Regions from separate parts of the Mus musculus genome. Here all the other regions are linked to region 1. The links are chromatin contacts, called in public promoter capture Hi-C maps. All regions are on one chromosome and are shown on one strand. The core of a region is the stretch at or near the end of the contact, and the rest is flanking DNA. Distances in the headings are between cores, read along the strand shown. Region 1 holds the start of Cul5 (cullin 5). Region 2 holds the start of Fbxo22 (F-box protein 22). Region 3 holds the start of AY074887 (cDNA sequence AY074887).

Region 1 (4,966 bases), core at 927-3,426:
CTCTGTGTATATGTATGTGAGTACAGAGTCCCTCGGAGGCCGGAAGCATTAGATCCCCCACAGAACTGGATCTTTCCAGACAGCCGGTATATTTTTTTACCCGAGTCATCTCTCTGGACTATTCTCCCTTCTATTTTTGCATCCTTGGCTTTTTTTTTCTTCTTCACTGTTCTTTTCACAATGTTTAATTAATACTTAAGGTTTCTGCCATGAGTGATAAATTCCAGCATTCAGTAATTAATCTATTAAAATGTATGGAATCAGCTGAGGTGGTGGCAAACTCTAATCCCAGCACTCAGGAGACAGAGGCAGGCAGATCTCCGAGTTCAAGGCCATCCTGTTTAAAGAGCGAGTTCCAGGAGAGTCAGAGCTACACAGAGAAATCTTTCTGTTGTGAAAAACAACAGAACAAAACCAAAAATGAATAGAATCATGTCTTGTTTGTTTGTTTGTTTTGTGTTTTTTGAGGCAGGGTTTCTCTGTGTAGCCCTGGCTGGCCTTGAACTCAGAAATCCACCTGCCTCTGCCTCCCAAGTGCTGGGATTAAAGGCGAGCGGCACCACACCCGGTTTTGTCATTTTTATTTTTTTAATGGACTATGATACCCTTTTTATTTTATTTTATTTTTAATGTATGTGAGTATACTGGGCCATCTCTCTAGCCTTTACATTTAATTTTTGCCATAGCACTATGCTATAGATGTTTTAATACTAATTTCACAAACAAGATAACTAAGGCCCATTGTGAAGTAGCAGATTTTTTTTTTAAGATTTATTTATTTTATGCATATGGGTACGCTGTAGCCGTCTTCAGACACACCAGAAGAGGGCATTGGATCCCATTACAGATGGTTGTGAGCCACCATGTGGTTGCTGGGAATTGAACTGAGGACCTATGGAAGAGCAGTCAGTGCTCTTAACCACTGAGCTATCTCTTCAGTCCTAAAGTAGCAAATCTTAACTCACTTTAAGTGCTATATTGTTTAGATAGGGGTCTCACTTTATAGCTCTAATTGGCCTGGAACTTAAGAGTGTGCTAGGATTAAAGGCATGCTCCACCACACCCAGCACGAAGCAGATATAAAGAACTCTTGGCCTTTTCCGAGGGAGGCGTATACCTATAATCCCACCAGTCACTCTGGAGGCAGAGGCAGGCAGAACTCTAGAGTTCTAGGTCAACTTGGTCTACATACAGAATTCCTGGCCATCCAAGAATACATAGAAAGTCTTCTTTAAACATAGCTACCTGGAATGCTTGGGGCAAAAGGAGTTTTCAGGCATAATATATGAAATAAAATCCTTCAGAGTGGAGCCTGAAAGTCTGCTTTTCTAAGTAGCACCCCAGGTTATATTAATATAAAGAATGCACTAGCAACGTTTGAGAAACTTTTGTTTTCTTGGGTTTTTTGACCTAGCTGTTCTGAAACTTGCTCTGTAGACCAGGCTGTCCCCAATCTTACGGAGATCCTCTTGCCTCTGCTTTGAGTACTGAGACTAAAATTGTTGGACAGTGAGAGATGAGTTTCAAAGAAACAAATTTGATACCAGGTGGTGGTTTCCCACACCTTTAATCCCAACACTTGGGAGGCAGAGGCACCTACCTCCACTCTCCGAGTTCAAGACCAGCCTGGTCTACAGATGGCGTTTCAGTACAGCCAGGGCTACATAGAGAAACTGTCAAAAACCAATCCAACCAACCAACCAAGCAACTAAAACCCCCAAAGGGTAGTATTAGGAACTTGCATAATGCATTAAATAACAGCTAACCTGAGAGATCCCTGTATAAATTACATTCTCTTCCCTTGATCAGAGATTCGTGATCAGAAGCGATGCAATTTGGAGAAAATACTATAGGGTGCTCTAGGATATGTCTTAAGGAACCCAAGATTAACAATCACTTCTTGAACAAGCAGGGTTTTTTTTTTTGTTTATAGGAATAACAGTACGTTTGTGCATCATTTATTAATTGACTGGGCGCCTTCTCTCAGTCAGCATTTCCTGAGGACAGCAGTAAGAAGCCTTCCAGGCTAATCTAATCCTGAGCTCTGAATAGCCATTCCGATCTGGGGCGAGCGCGTGAGGGCTGCGCCGGCTCCAGCCAGCAGAGGGCGCGCTCGCACCCTCCGCGCGGGCCTCGGGACCCAGTGGCTTGCTGTCGCCTGGGTTGCTCCCGAGCACGCCCCCGCCCGCCGCGTCACGTGACGCCGCCACGGACCCTGAGGTGCGGGCCCTAAGCCGAGATAAAGTCGTTGCCGGCGGCCCAAGCGGGTGCAAGCCCAGCGGCAGAAGCGAAGGCGAGCTGGGGAGGCCCGAGGAAGTGGCTACTACCTCTTCCCGGTCTGGTCGGCTCCCGGTCCCTTCCCACCATTCGCCGCTCGCGTCTCCTCAAGCGTTTGCATGCGCTCTCTCGCGTGGGCAGGCCGGGGTGACCATGTAGCTGGAAAGCCCGAGGAAGCACGGCTGCCCGGGACGAGCTCGGCGCTGACGGCACGCCGCTCCGGCGTCCCCCGCATCCCCCGCCGCGGCCTGCGGGGTCCTGCTGGGAACCCCGGCCTCTCGAGGAGGCCTGGCCCCGAGCGCCGCCAAGTCTCGCCCCGTCTCGCGAGAGTCCAAGTTGAGAACATGGCGACGTCTAATCTGTTAAAGGTAAGTCCCCCCGGCTGCAGCCGGGCTTTTGCCCGGCCATCGATGCGCTCGGCTCCCGGGGAAGGACCGGGCTCCGTGGGAGCGGCAAGATGTGTATGAGGAGAGCGGTTCGGGGTTGTCCACCGGAATGAGCCGGGGTGGCTGTTGCCCGAGCACCCCGACGCCGGGCCCTGGCCTCGGGGGTCCAGAGGACCTGGTGGGTTCCTCCCGCCGGCTCACCGACTCGCAGCGATGCTTTCAAGGGACCAACCCCGGCTGGGAGCGAGAGCAGTGTCGCTGGGCCGCACCAACCCATCATTGTGACTCTTGGGGCCCGTCCCTTCTGAATGGAGTGTCAAAGACATAATAGGGGAAAAAAATCCCAGCAAAATGCTGCCTAGCAGGTTTCAATGGCTGGTCCCCCCATGCTCCCCCAACCCCATTCCTTAATTTCTGTTCGCACTCTGCAGGAACTGTGAGTTAGACAGCAGTGCCTGCCTGCCACTTCACCTCTTTCCTCCCTTCTCTGAATGTCACACCTTCCCACCAGTTCTCTCACGCCTGGCCGTCTATTTCCACCTTTTCTCTGTCCCTTGAGGAACTGTCTCCCAATCCTGACCTCCCTTATAGGACATCGATGGCACCCGATCAAGTGCTGCTGTCCATCCTTTTAGGGTGTAGAAAAGTTTTCATTTAAAGAAAGCATTGAAAAGTTGTAAATGCCAGGAGAGTCCCAGGGCGAGCAGGTTATGTAGAATCATCTCTAAAAAAATGAGGATTGAGGAAGACAATTGAGGCGAGTTTGTGTTTTTTAGTAAGAATTCTGACCTGAACTTACTAACTGAAATATGGGACTAGTGATTACCTGAGGGGACATAAACACTATGTTCGCAGGCTGTGTGAATTAATAATAATAATAATAGATAATAATAGATAATGCTCCCTCCCCCCTAAAAAAGGGTCTCATTGGACCCGTCTTGCCAGAACTTGCTGTGTAACCTAGCTGGCCTTGAAGTCACAGAAATCCATTGTCTACACTGAGGCTGAGGGGAATGAAAAGGCCTACCTGACCCAGCTAGGAGTAAAGATAACTAGGATGATTTTTAAAGCTCTGCATTCCAATATGGTAGCACATACCTTTAGTCCCAACGCTCTTTTTTTTTTTTTTTTAAGATTTATTTAAGTATATGAGTACACTGTAGCTGTACAGATGGTTGTGAGCCACCATGTGGTTGCTGGGATTTGATCTCAGGACCTAGGAAGAGCAGTTAGTGCTCTTAACCACTGAGCCATCTCACCAGCCCTAGTCCCAACATTTTTGAAGCTGAGGCAGGCTGATCTCTGAATCCAGGCCAGTCAGGGCTGTCATTAGAGCCTGACTCAAAGCAAGAGAGAAAAAGAAGTACTGTAACTTCATGACAATATACTGGAAAGACCAGTAACCAACTGAGTGAAGTCAGATGCCAGAAATAGGAATTTTCAAAAAGATCTTTGTAGCTTTACCTGATCTTGGTACTCACTGTGTAGACCAGGCTGCTCTTGAACTTAAGAGAGGATTCTGGGTGTTCCCCACAAGGCCTGGCTGATAGTCTGATTTTCTATAGCTAGTACTGTTGTAATATGAAGGACATAATAAACAGACATTTGATTCTGTTATCTCTACATTGTCAAACATTTACCTATTTTAGTTGTTGGAACTTTTGGGGAGAGGGATTCCAAATACTCATATTTTGAAAAGTACTAATCATAAAATGGGGAGACTGAAGTTTGTCTTTGGAATATGTGAGGACCAGCCAGGGTCTGTCTATGATTTAATATATGGGATTATTAAATTCAGGGCTGTTACTACCTTGAGTAGCTATAGAGCTTACTGGGGAGTGGCCAAATTAGCATATTTTTTGTTGGACTAGTATATTGGCTTATTTGAGAAATGCCTTGGACTTATGCAAGTAGATTTTACCAAAGAGAGAATTAGCATGTCCATCGGTCAGACAAGAGTAGTGTGAGTCAGTCCCAGATCTACCAGCTGTACCTGACACATGCTGAATAATGAGCCCGAGCCCCTTCAGGGGGAAAATCTCAGCTTGCTTGTGACTTCCAGAAAGGTGGTTTTTTTGTTTTGTCTCATTTGTTTGGGGTTAGGTTGTTTTGTTTTTATAGTTGACAGAATTCAGAGAAATAACTACTAGTACATTTGAGAAAATAAGATTAGAAACTTTATGAAATTTCTAAGAATCTGATGCAATAAGATCTGCTTTTATATTGGCATTTTATTTTATTTGGGATCATGTTTTCTGGTTAGATCAAGTGAACTGTCAATTGGATTTTGGCAATTTTTTGAG
Region 2 (4,966 bases), core at 1,081-3,580, 1.5 Mb before region 1:
TCACTGACGATAAGGGAGGTGTAAATATGAACATAGAGGAAGTGGATGTACCTAAGGCAACTCATGTGTCCCCATGCACTGACAGAGATACAGCTCCAGACACACATAAAGTCATCACCTCTCTCTTCATCCAATGAGTCAAATGCAGCTATTTTTTTTTAAAATGGGGGAGGGGCCGAATCTATGCTATATTTACAAACTTTTTTGTCTTTATTTCCTAATATAGTCTACATTTATACCTTATATGAGGTATAAATAATCTAGAAATTTGAATTTAAATAAGGGTGGGCAATATAGGTTAACAGAATACTATACCACTTTATAAGGAACTTGAGCAGCTGTGGAATTCAATATGGTGCATCGACTACCCTGACAATACCAAAGAACAATTGCATATGCATATACATACACACATATTCCTGTCTAGGCTAGAGGAAGCAAACCCTTAAAACAGTGAGTAGACTTACACAGTACTGACCTTAGAGTCTAAATTAAATACCATTCTCCACTAAAAGAAACCAAGACTATTAGTGAAACTACTAAGTTCTTGAATGAAGCAGGTGAAATACAAGCTGAAGACAACTGGTGCCAAAAGAAAGGTCATCCCTAAGAGACAATAAAACTGGCTTGAGTGCTCACTAGCCACACAAAGACTGTGTGAGTACCAAGGAGAGTCTAACAGTAACAGGTACAGCTCTACACAAGAGACCAAGCGTATGTATGAGTGCTGTGTGAACAAAGTGGAAGAGAATGAAAAGTAAGTTTCAAAGCTTCTCTACAGACAAATACTTATTAACTGCAACAGGACAGAAAATTTAAAGGCAGAAGTTTCTGGCAGACACCTCTTAAATCAAGGAATTTAAGGTAATGGGATAAAAAAATCTAATAAATCCCAGTCACACTCAACTTGTGCCTTGAATTTTCTTAAGTGTTGGGGCTGGTACAGAAAGTCAGGTTGGAGAAACATACAAACCAAAGGAGCGCGCCTTTCAGTTACTCATTGGGAACAGAATCAAATCCTTCTGCTCTTAAGAAAAGCACTGGGGCACTTTGGCTCCCACACCAAACATTAATCAAGAGAGTGGCCTACAGATTTGTCCACGGGTCAATCTTTGGCAGGCACTTAACTTGAGTTCCCTCTTTCTGGATCAAGTTGAAAACCAAACTCAACACCAAAAGAATCGACACATACATCAATGATAACTTCCCAATGTGGAGACTATATTGTGGTTAAGTAGAACATTCCTATTTGCCTATTATACATACTAAGCGATAATAGGGCATCAAATTGGCAATTTCCTCACGAGGGCCCCTGCCACTCAGTGAGATACTGGAGATTCACTATCTATCAGCTCTATAATCTGTCTTCACCTCCCTGAACACTGACTCTCCTGGATCCAGGGACAAAAATGAGAAAAGGAATGTGGTTTACGTATTTAGGTAGAAGTTTTAGTTCTTCCGGTTCTAGTGTGAGACCCTGGGCAAGCGATACCCAACACCTTCATTGCAAAATTGAGGCAAGTTAAGGAAGGCTCTGTACGGCCTTGTAATAGTGGACACCTGGATACTTCAATTGCCCAACATCTAATAATGACTAAACCGCAGTACGCCCCTACAAAACCTGACGTTTACTACAAAAGCCAGAATACGAGCATAGGTTCTCCGAGTTAACGAAAGCAAGGATATGTATCACAATCTTGATTTTTTAAAAAGTTCTCCAAGATGGCCCACCAGTCCTGCAAGTGACTGTCCAACGCATAACTCCATACTTGCCTCAAGCGCCTCAGCTACCACGCGCACCAAGCAATGTCCCTCCAGGTGGCCCGCTTCAGCCACACCCGCGGAGATCCAGGTCACGCTGCGATGGGTCCGCAGCACTCTGCGTACACACTCCCTCCACAGGCGGCATACTCTGGGGATGCAAAAGCACAAAGGGTTGCCGCCGGGCGGCCGGTTCCCACCGTCAGCAGCCTCGCAGCGCCAGCTAAGCACTAGGAAACCCGGGCAGAGGTCCCGGCAGAGGCGACCCCGCCACCCTCCGGGACGAAGGTCTCCTCCCGCCCCATTCGCCCTCACCCGGCTACCCGAAGCAGCGCTTTGGCCGGCAGGAAGGTAAACACACGCTCCACCACCTCCGCAAGGTTACTCAGCACGTAGGTGCTTCGCGGATCTGTGGAGGAGGAGACGCCGCCACCGCCGCCTGCCGGCTCCATTCCTCGCCTACCGGCCCGAAGGCCCTACAGAGTCTCAGGGGTACCGGAGCGGCCGGCGCACCACCTACAACCCGAGCTCCCTGAGCAGGCGCGCGCCACTTCCGGTGGGCCGCTTCCGGTACTGGACACGCCGCTGCGGCGGTGCACCGGCCTGCACAGTTCCGCCCGGAAGGGACCGGAGGCAGCCTGGCGTTTAAGCCGGCTGCAAACACTATTTGGTCAATCTGGTTAACTCGTTAGGTCTTAAGTTTTAAGCGAGTAGACATAAATAGCACTCGCCATTCTTTGGCACTATTAATTGCTACAGAAAGCACATGCCAAACCAGATAGATATTTTCACACAGGAGCCATTATTCTTTGGCTCCTGCTGGCTCTTCCCTGCAGGGCTACATACAGAATCACAGGGGATGAAGCCCAACACCATACATTCCCGAACCACAAATGAAAGAACAGTAGAGGCTGCTTCATTTCAACTGAATAGGTTGTCTCCTGACTGAGGGGCACTTTGTCCCCAGCTACTTGGCCTGACCTGGTGCTTCTTGTTTTGGCTTCTAGATCTTTTACACTGTGATAACCCATTAGAACATTTTGAGCTGGACAAGATGATGCATGTTTGCATCTAGCAAGCTGGAGGCAGGAGGGTCAAAAGCCGAAAACAATCTAGACCCTACTGCAAAATATGTAAGATAACACAAAAAAACATGAACAAGCCCTCAACAAGCAGCAGCCACTTTACTCTGGAAACCTTAAGACTTAAGTAGCAAACATGGACGCATCATACAGTCTCCAAAACACCACGATACACTGGGAATGTGTGAAAACTTCAATGCTTCCCGTTAATAAAAAACCCCAGCAGCTCTGGGCTCTCCAGGAGCCCTAAATCCTACTTCTAGAACTTCCAAACTGCTCTGTGGCTCCACTCTTCTCACCAGGCACTGGTTGGGGTGGGGGTGGGGTGCGGGAACATGTTATGACGACTAGGGAATGAACACCAAGGGTCAGTATGTTTAAGAGGAGGACTTCTGAACATTTCCTCAGCTAAGGCAACCTTCAGAAAAAACAACTGTTTCTGAATGAAGTAGGGAGGCTGTACATGGAGACATAACATTCAAACCAAACATGAAACTGGCACAGGAATTTCAGTCAAGGAAAGAAAAGGCTTTCCTTCTGCTGAGATTCTGATGAGATCTACAGATAGTGGTGTGTATAGAGGCCTTGAGTGTACAAGAGGAACTGTGCTAATAGTACCCTAAGAACATTAGAGACATTAATTAAAACAGCACTAGAAACCCACATGTATTTGAATTTAAAGAACGCAGTAAGGGAATGGTTAAAGAAAAACTGAATACACTATGTGTGTACACACCAATTCTAGGTTCCCTATCCCTCTCAGTATCTTCATCTCCACTTCTGAAACCTCCCCACACCCCATCTTCTCTTTAAACAGCCTACACTAGAAATTCAATATAGAGCCTATAGACGCCTGAATTATAGCATCTCATAAGAGGGAAAGGTGACAAACTGATTTTTAAATGGTTCTTTATTCATAAACTTGATGCAAGTTTACAAAATTTACTGTACATTGCCAAATAAATCTGCAATGAAAAATAAAATCAAAAAAAAAAAAAAACCCAACCCCAAAGCATGCCAAATGTGCAGCTGTCAATCTGCTAGCCATTAGGAAATTAGAATTCAATAATGTATTCAAGATTTTGCCTTAGGCATAAGGAACTTAATAATGTGTTGAAGAATTCTGTCTTGTCACTTGTCATCTGAGCCACTGGCAATCATATATTTAGGGTAACCAAGTGACCAAGAATACCAGATATCTTTTCTGCCCTCTTAACCAACAGAATCAAGAGAAACTAACACCACACATAAAATGCACAAGTGCCACATCTCCTAGATGTGGTTTGCAAAGTTTAAAAAAAAAATCTCAAATCAAATATATAAGAAAAGCCGTTTAACTCTGTACTGGGTCGTGCAGGAGTGTGCTTCGAGGTTTCTTTTAAAAGTGCTTAAGTAGCTAGATTCAAATCAAACATGGATCCAAAAAAGTCTATTACCAACCAAAGAGGATTGATTCAGGAAAGGTAATAAAAATGCAAAGTACATTGATCTGTGTCACATTTTAAAAAAGAATTAACACAGGCTGAACTCCTACTGGTCTTCTGATGTAAAAGCCACTGCATGACTACAGCAAAAATTTAAGGATCTCCAATTTAGGTATCTTTCATAATTTTGCTCAAAGAGTCTGTCTTTGTGCCAACCATTCCATAAGTTTATTAGTTTATCGTCAATTGCAACACCCCGCTAATAAATGGAAAGGTAAAATGACCTCATACTTTAGAACTTCAGGCTCTGCACTGTGGCTCTTCCTCACAAGAAATGCTGAACCAACAGGAAGCAGGTTTGGTCCACTAGGACCCTGCTGCTCCAGTGGAAATTACTGCTCACAAGTGGCTGCCTCGTTTTGCTGTACGCTAATATGGTACAATTACGATCATACTTTTAGATTAGTTCAAACTTTCACACAACCGTGAAAAAGTGTAACAATTTAATGAGGAGGCTTCCTGTCATAATTTTGGCAATAAAATTATTTCAGACCTGAAAAAGCTATGGTTTAGAAGACCTAAAATTTCTAAACCAGTATTGACCATCAGTTAAACTTTTATTGGCTCTAAACAAACAAGATTTTGCAAATCTTCATACCCCATAGGCTCAATATAGAAAGGTTACTGTAAAAATCACAG
Region 3 (4,966 bases), core at 1,194-3,693, 1.3 Mb before region 1:
ACTGGACAGAATCAGACTGCACCCTGTGGCTGAACTGTGTCAGACCTCCACGAGCCTTGTTCTTTGGTAAAGAGTCAGGATAACTGTACAGAATTCCTGCGTGCCATTCTGAAGGGCATCCTGAGGCCCTGCTTTACACGGTGGCACTGTGTTAGTTTATTTCACTATTTTGTTTCATTTGATTCCCATAACCACTCTGATCCTCAAGAAGTTAGATAATAGGTGTAGCACCTTGTATCCATGGACTTTAGATTTTAAACCAAACCTGTGTGGCCAGAAAATACATACATACTTTTATCACTGCACAGTGCTATTTTGCACCAAGTGTTTATCTTTGCATTTCAAGTGAATTATACACATAATGAACTGAGATATAATGGGCTGCAAGGAGATGTCAAGCAAAATAAAGCAAATACACAGATTTTTACAAGAAAAATAATAAAACTGCTCATTTCAGTTCTATCACTTCACATAGAAGATCCCTCCTTAAATATGCAAATCCTGAGTACGCTGTCAAGTGCAATAGTTCAAGCTCTTCCCCATGATCGCACTTACTCATTAAGTTTATAAATTTTCTCAGAAAAGAAGACTTCATCAAGAAGCTTGTGGATGTTGCGCCTCTCCGCTGCAAGCAAAACTCCATCATTGGCTAAAATCCCCAAACAGGTGCCTGCATGTCCAATGGCTTCCATGGCATACTCCACTTGGTATAAGCGACCTACAAAACAGTGAGACACCACGGTTCCTCTCGCTCTTGCACCACTCATCTGAGAGAAATCAGCAATGACACAGGTAGGCTGGCATCAACAGCCCTGCATTTACTCGCCCACAATGCATGGCGTAATGAACCTGGTGACAAGTTATCTCCAAGAACCAAAGGAATGAAGTCAACTCCAAAATGTGTGTAGCTAAACGTCACACTAGACCCCAACACTAAAAATATACTACTTAAAGCAACAACCACAACAAAATGCCCCAACCTTCTTTGGAGCAGGTTAAATCTTCTAATTTACCTTCTGGAGAAAATATTGTGGTCCTGGAGTCATATCTTCGAGACTGCAAAGGAAAAACAGAGATGATGCCTGTTCACTGACATACGCCAACTTCCGGATGTCCATGCATTGGATACAATGACACCCTGGTGCTGAGTTCAGTGGAAAGAAGACGGAAGACCCCATTCAACTCCCTCTACCCCTTTGGTTTCATTTTCTTCCATGTCAGGCTGTGAGCTTCAAACAAGCCATAATGTTCCCAGGCAAAAGTTAAAGGAAACGTGTCATGAACTCACCATGGTTTCTGAACTTTATGTTGATTCCTGTGAAAAGAAAACAGGATCATTAATAACAAAACCCCCACAATTTTAAGAAGTGTCTTCCACTGTTAATACCACTTGATCCACACCATCACTCAGCTAACATGAACTGCACCACCACTGGGACCTATACAGATGCTGGGCCACCACAATAAAGGTAAACCATGGTGTCCTGAAAAGCTCAGAATCTAGCAGCCAGGTATGACAGACAAAGATTATAAAGCAACATGGAAGAGACATTCAGGGTGGGGAGGGAAAGCAGAATCGACAGCAAGTAAGATTTTAGGAAACCAATACAGATAATGAGAGTAAATTAGAGGTGGGAGAGGCAAAGGTAAGTTGAAAAGCCTCAAGTCAAAGAAAAAGAATTGTGAAGGGGTGAAGGAAGGGCATTCCAAGTAGAGCAGGCTGAGAAAGGTTAACAAAGTGGATAATTCACATGGTCCTAAATTTGGGGGTGTAGGGGTTAGGTGGTAAACCTGGTCCTTATTTCCGTTTCTTCGAAAGACAGCAATGGAAACTCTGCCTTAGTAGAAAAATGGCAGTTCAATTCCTATGTTGCCAAATGGGATATAAGGAAGGCATCGTGGCTGGAAAGCTAAGCAGACATTTGAAGGGTCTGCGCGCCCAGATGTTAGAAAACACCTTTATCTTACTTAAGACCGCTTCACCGACGGGCTGGATTCAAGGACCACGGGAAGTGACATTTTAGAAGAGTCGTCAGGCCTAAGGAGAGTTAACCTGCCAGGAGTCGGTTCCAACATGTAGGAGAAACAGAAAGGTGGCCCTGAGCACAGCAGCCAGGAGGCCACGGCGGGTTTCGGATTCGACTGTGAACACAGCTACCTCCACGCCTGGCGCCGGCGCTACAAGACTTGGACTTTCCCCCGCAGCGCCACTTTCCCGAATTGACTCTCTGGGCCGCAGCCGCCCCCACCCCTCGCACCGGCCCGGAGGGTCTCAGAGCCCAGGCGAGCCGTCAAGGCCCCGCGGGGATACCCGACGGCGGCCGGCGGGGACCAGTCCCTGGCAGGCCGGTCACCGAGGAGGCGGGTGCAAAGTCATCGTGCCCACGGCTCCTCGGTGGCGGCCGCGGGCCTGGGCCGTGGTCTCCACGCAGATGGCCCCCGCCCGGGAGACAGACACCTCGACTCCGCGGCCCCTAAAGGACTGAGCCTCACCAGAGGAAGACGGTGAGGGTGCAGATCAGCGCCTCTTTACTCAGCTGGAGAAGAACCAACCCGGATGGCCAAGCATCCGCGGCGAATATGGCTCCCGCGCGTGCGCAGGACTGCGAGGGGGCGGGGCGGGGCGGGAGGACGCGGAAGTTCTCCCAGTGCTGGGGCGGGCTCAGTCTGCCCACGTGGACTGTGCAGAAGCACAACCTCGGCTTTGGCTGCGGTCTGTATTAGAGGAGGACTGGAGGGAGGAGGGAAGCGTCTATACCGTGGAGAGTGGAACCAGATTCCTCCTACGCTTTGCACTCCACTTTCGTTTTCTCTTCTGTACCATTCTAATGGAGGCCAGAGTAGCAACTGTATAGACAAATCAAATCGTTTACTCTTCCAGTCTTGCCCCTTAACAGTTTTTCCTTTGTTCTTCCTCTTAGCCTCATTTTCTCCTTTCTCAGATCCAACTCTTTAATTGGGATAACTTTTGTTCTAAGTTTAAGACTTCTCTTCGCCGGGCAGTGGTGGTGCACGCCTTTAATCCCTGCACTTGGGAGGCTGAGGCAGGCGGATTTCTGAGTTCGAGGCCAGCATGGTCTACAGAGTGAGTTCCAGGACAGCCAGGGGTACACAGAGAAACCCTGTCTCGGACAAAAGAAAAAAAAAAAAAAAAAAAAAAAAAAAAAAAAAAAAACGAAAAAAAGACTTCTCTTCATCCATTTCTCCTTTCCAATCTTACCTAGTTTTTGTGCCTATGTTGGGGGTTGAAGAGCTAGTGGGTTGACTATGTACAGGGCCTTTGTCTTCTGTGTAGGCAAAACGGTTGGATCTGGGTTTCTTAAAGGGGGAAGCTTAGAAATTTAGTTGCATGTAGACGGGACCTGGCCTGTACTCAGGACCTGGTTTGCCCTGTAAATTCCAAGCCAGCCAGGGATATATAGTGAGACTGTTTTAAAAATGAGAGAGAGAGAGAAAAAAAGACCAAAAGGTAAAATATCCATACAATGCAGCATATATTTAATTTCAAACAGAAATTAGCAATATTTGCAATAGGAATTTAGTGGAGAATCTCTCTTAGCAAGAACAATCAAGAGAAACTTGCAGAGTTCCATTGTATAACAGGATAAACACTGATTTGGAATGAGACCCAAGTTCCAGCCCATTTTTCTGGTCCTGATTGGCCAAGTTAAATAAAAACCTCAAATATGAGTATCCTAAGTGTTTCACATGTGAATGATCTCATGTACTGCCCCCATGTGTGTGGGTGTGGGTGTGGGTGTGTAAAAACAAGGAAGGAAAGGCAGCAGGATGGGATTTTGTAGTGATTAGGAACAGGGGTAACAGCCCAAAGACCTAATTCAAGATCTAAGCCTGAGCTCCCTTCTAAAGCAATAAATCAGCTTTTCAAGGCTCTATTTCTTTATTTAAAAATGGAGATTAATCATCAGAATATCTTTGTGATTCTGTTCTGGATTAAATGAGGTAGTGCATGTAAAATAACATTCAATAATCATTGTAGTATAGTATATTCTACTGAAAAACTAATGAAGCAGGAAAGACAAAACCGCTCCAGATTTGTTAACCTAAAATCCTGATTTGTGAAAGCAGCAGGGCTCGATGGCTGACTGTGAGAAGGGCAAGCAGCGTGCCACACCAATATTTTGAGTGTGCGTAACCTGAAATATGATCCATTATTTAGTAACTATTTATTATGCCTCTACTATGTGCCAGAGTCTATGCTAAGAGGCTGCCATAGCCTCTTAAAAAACCCTCACAATTGACTCTCTAAGTACAAACATTATCTTGCTCTAAAAAAAGAAAAGAAAAGAAACGAGAAAGGAAAAGAAAAGGGAGACATGGAGAAGTTAAAAATAAATTGTATAAGTAAATTCAGAGAAATACCTAGTTTGGGAAGTTTAGACAGGTAGATAGGCAGGCAAACATCAGACAAGAGTTATAGTATCAAAGCCTACTCACATAGACGGATAACTACTAACAAGATGTTTAAATAAATGACTAGGGGTCTAGACCTGAGTCATCTTTAGAAAGCATGTGGTTAAACAAAAGAATGCAGTGAGTGGTCTATGCATGCCTACAGTCCCAGCTACTGGGTTGCATGGGCAGGATTATCATGTGAGTCCAGGATAACCATGCGACAGCTTGATTCCAGTATGGACAACACAGTGGAATCCAGTCTCAAAACAGAAAAGAAAAAAAAAAAAATCCCACCCTACAAGAATAAGTAAATAGCCACTTAGACTAGAGAGACATGAAAAGGAGCCAGTAAAGGAAATACTGAGATAAAACTTAAGCCAAGTATGCAATGCAATGATCTGCATTTTTACAGAATCTTATAAAAAGGCAATCATTAGTTATAGAGAACAAAGAACATGTGGGGCCAAACAGAATGGTGTATCACTATAGTCTCTGCATTGGGAGGCTGAACAGGAGGATCTTGGGAGCCACGATGTTTAAGACCAGCCTG

The links. Promoter capture Hi-C pulls out the DNA fragments that hold promoters and counts their contacts.
Region 2: a contact with region 1 is called in a promoter capture Hi-C map of erythroid cells, with 17 times the contacts expected there. The contact joins the promoter of Fbxo22 here to the promoter of Cul5 in region 1.
Region 3: a contact with region 1 is called in a promoter capture Hi-C map of pre-B cells, with 2.4 times the contacts expected there. The contact joins the promoter of AY074887 here to the promoter of Cul5 in region 1. A contact is called at or near these places in 2 of 39 promoter capture datasets (erythroid cells and pre-B cells), 1 of 484 Hi-C or Micro-C datasets (embryonic stem cells) and 1 of 9 other capture datasets (adipose tissue).

The regions. Positions count from the first base shown.
Region 1 is chr9:53,664,717-53,669,682 of GRCm38.p6, reverse strand. Cul5 (cullin 5) reads left to right here and starts at 2,176. Exons shown (of 19, transcript NM_027807.4): 1 at 2,176-2,645. The coding sequence starts at 2,622. It overlaps Gm16124 (predicted gene 16124), which reads right to left and starts at 2,590. Exons shown (of 2, transcript NR_166653.1): 1 at 2,328-2,590.
Region 2 is chr9:55,206,299-55,211,264 of GRCm38.p6, reverse strand. Fbxo22 (F-box protein 22) reads right to left here and starts at 2,330. Exons shown (of 7, transcript NM_028049.2): 1 at 2,077-2,330; 2 at 1,774-1,912. The coding sequence starts at 2,213. It overlaps Ube2q2 (ubiquitin-conjugating enzyme E2Q family member 2), which reads right to left. Exons shown (of 13, transcript NM_180600.3): 13 at 3,736-4,966.
Region 3 is chr9:54,948,431-54,953,396 of GRCm38.p6, reverse strand. AY074887 (cDNA sequence AY074887) reads left to right here and starts at 2,443. Exons shown (of 1, transcript NM_145229.2): 1 at 2,443-3,153. The coding sequence starts at 2,558. The coding sequence ends at 2,956. It overlaps Hykk (hydroxylysine kinase 1), which reads right to left. Exons shown (of 5, transcript NM_177351.4): 5 at 3,473-4,966. Psma4 (proteasome subunit alpha 4) reads right to left here and starts at 2,538. Exons shown (of 9, transcript NM_011966.3): 1 at 2,494-2,538; 2 at 1,289-1,315; 3 at 1,014-1,056; 4 at 556-718. The coding sequence starts at 1,291.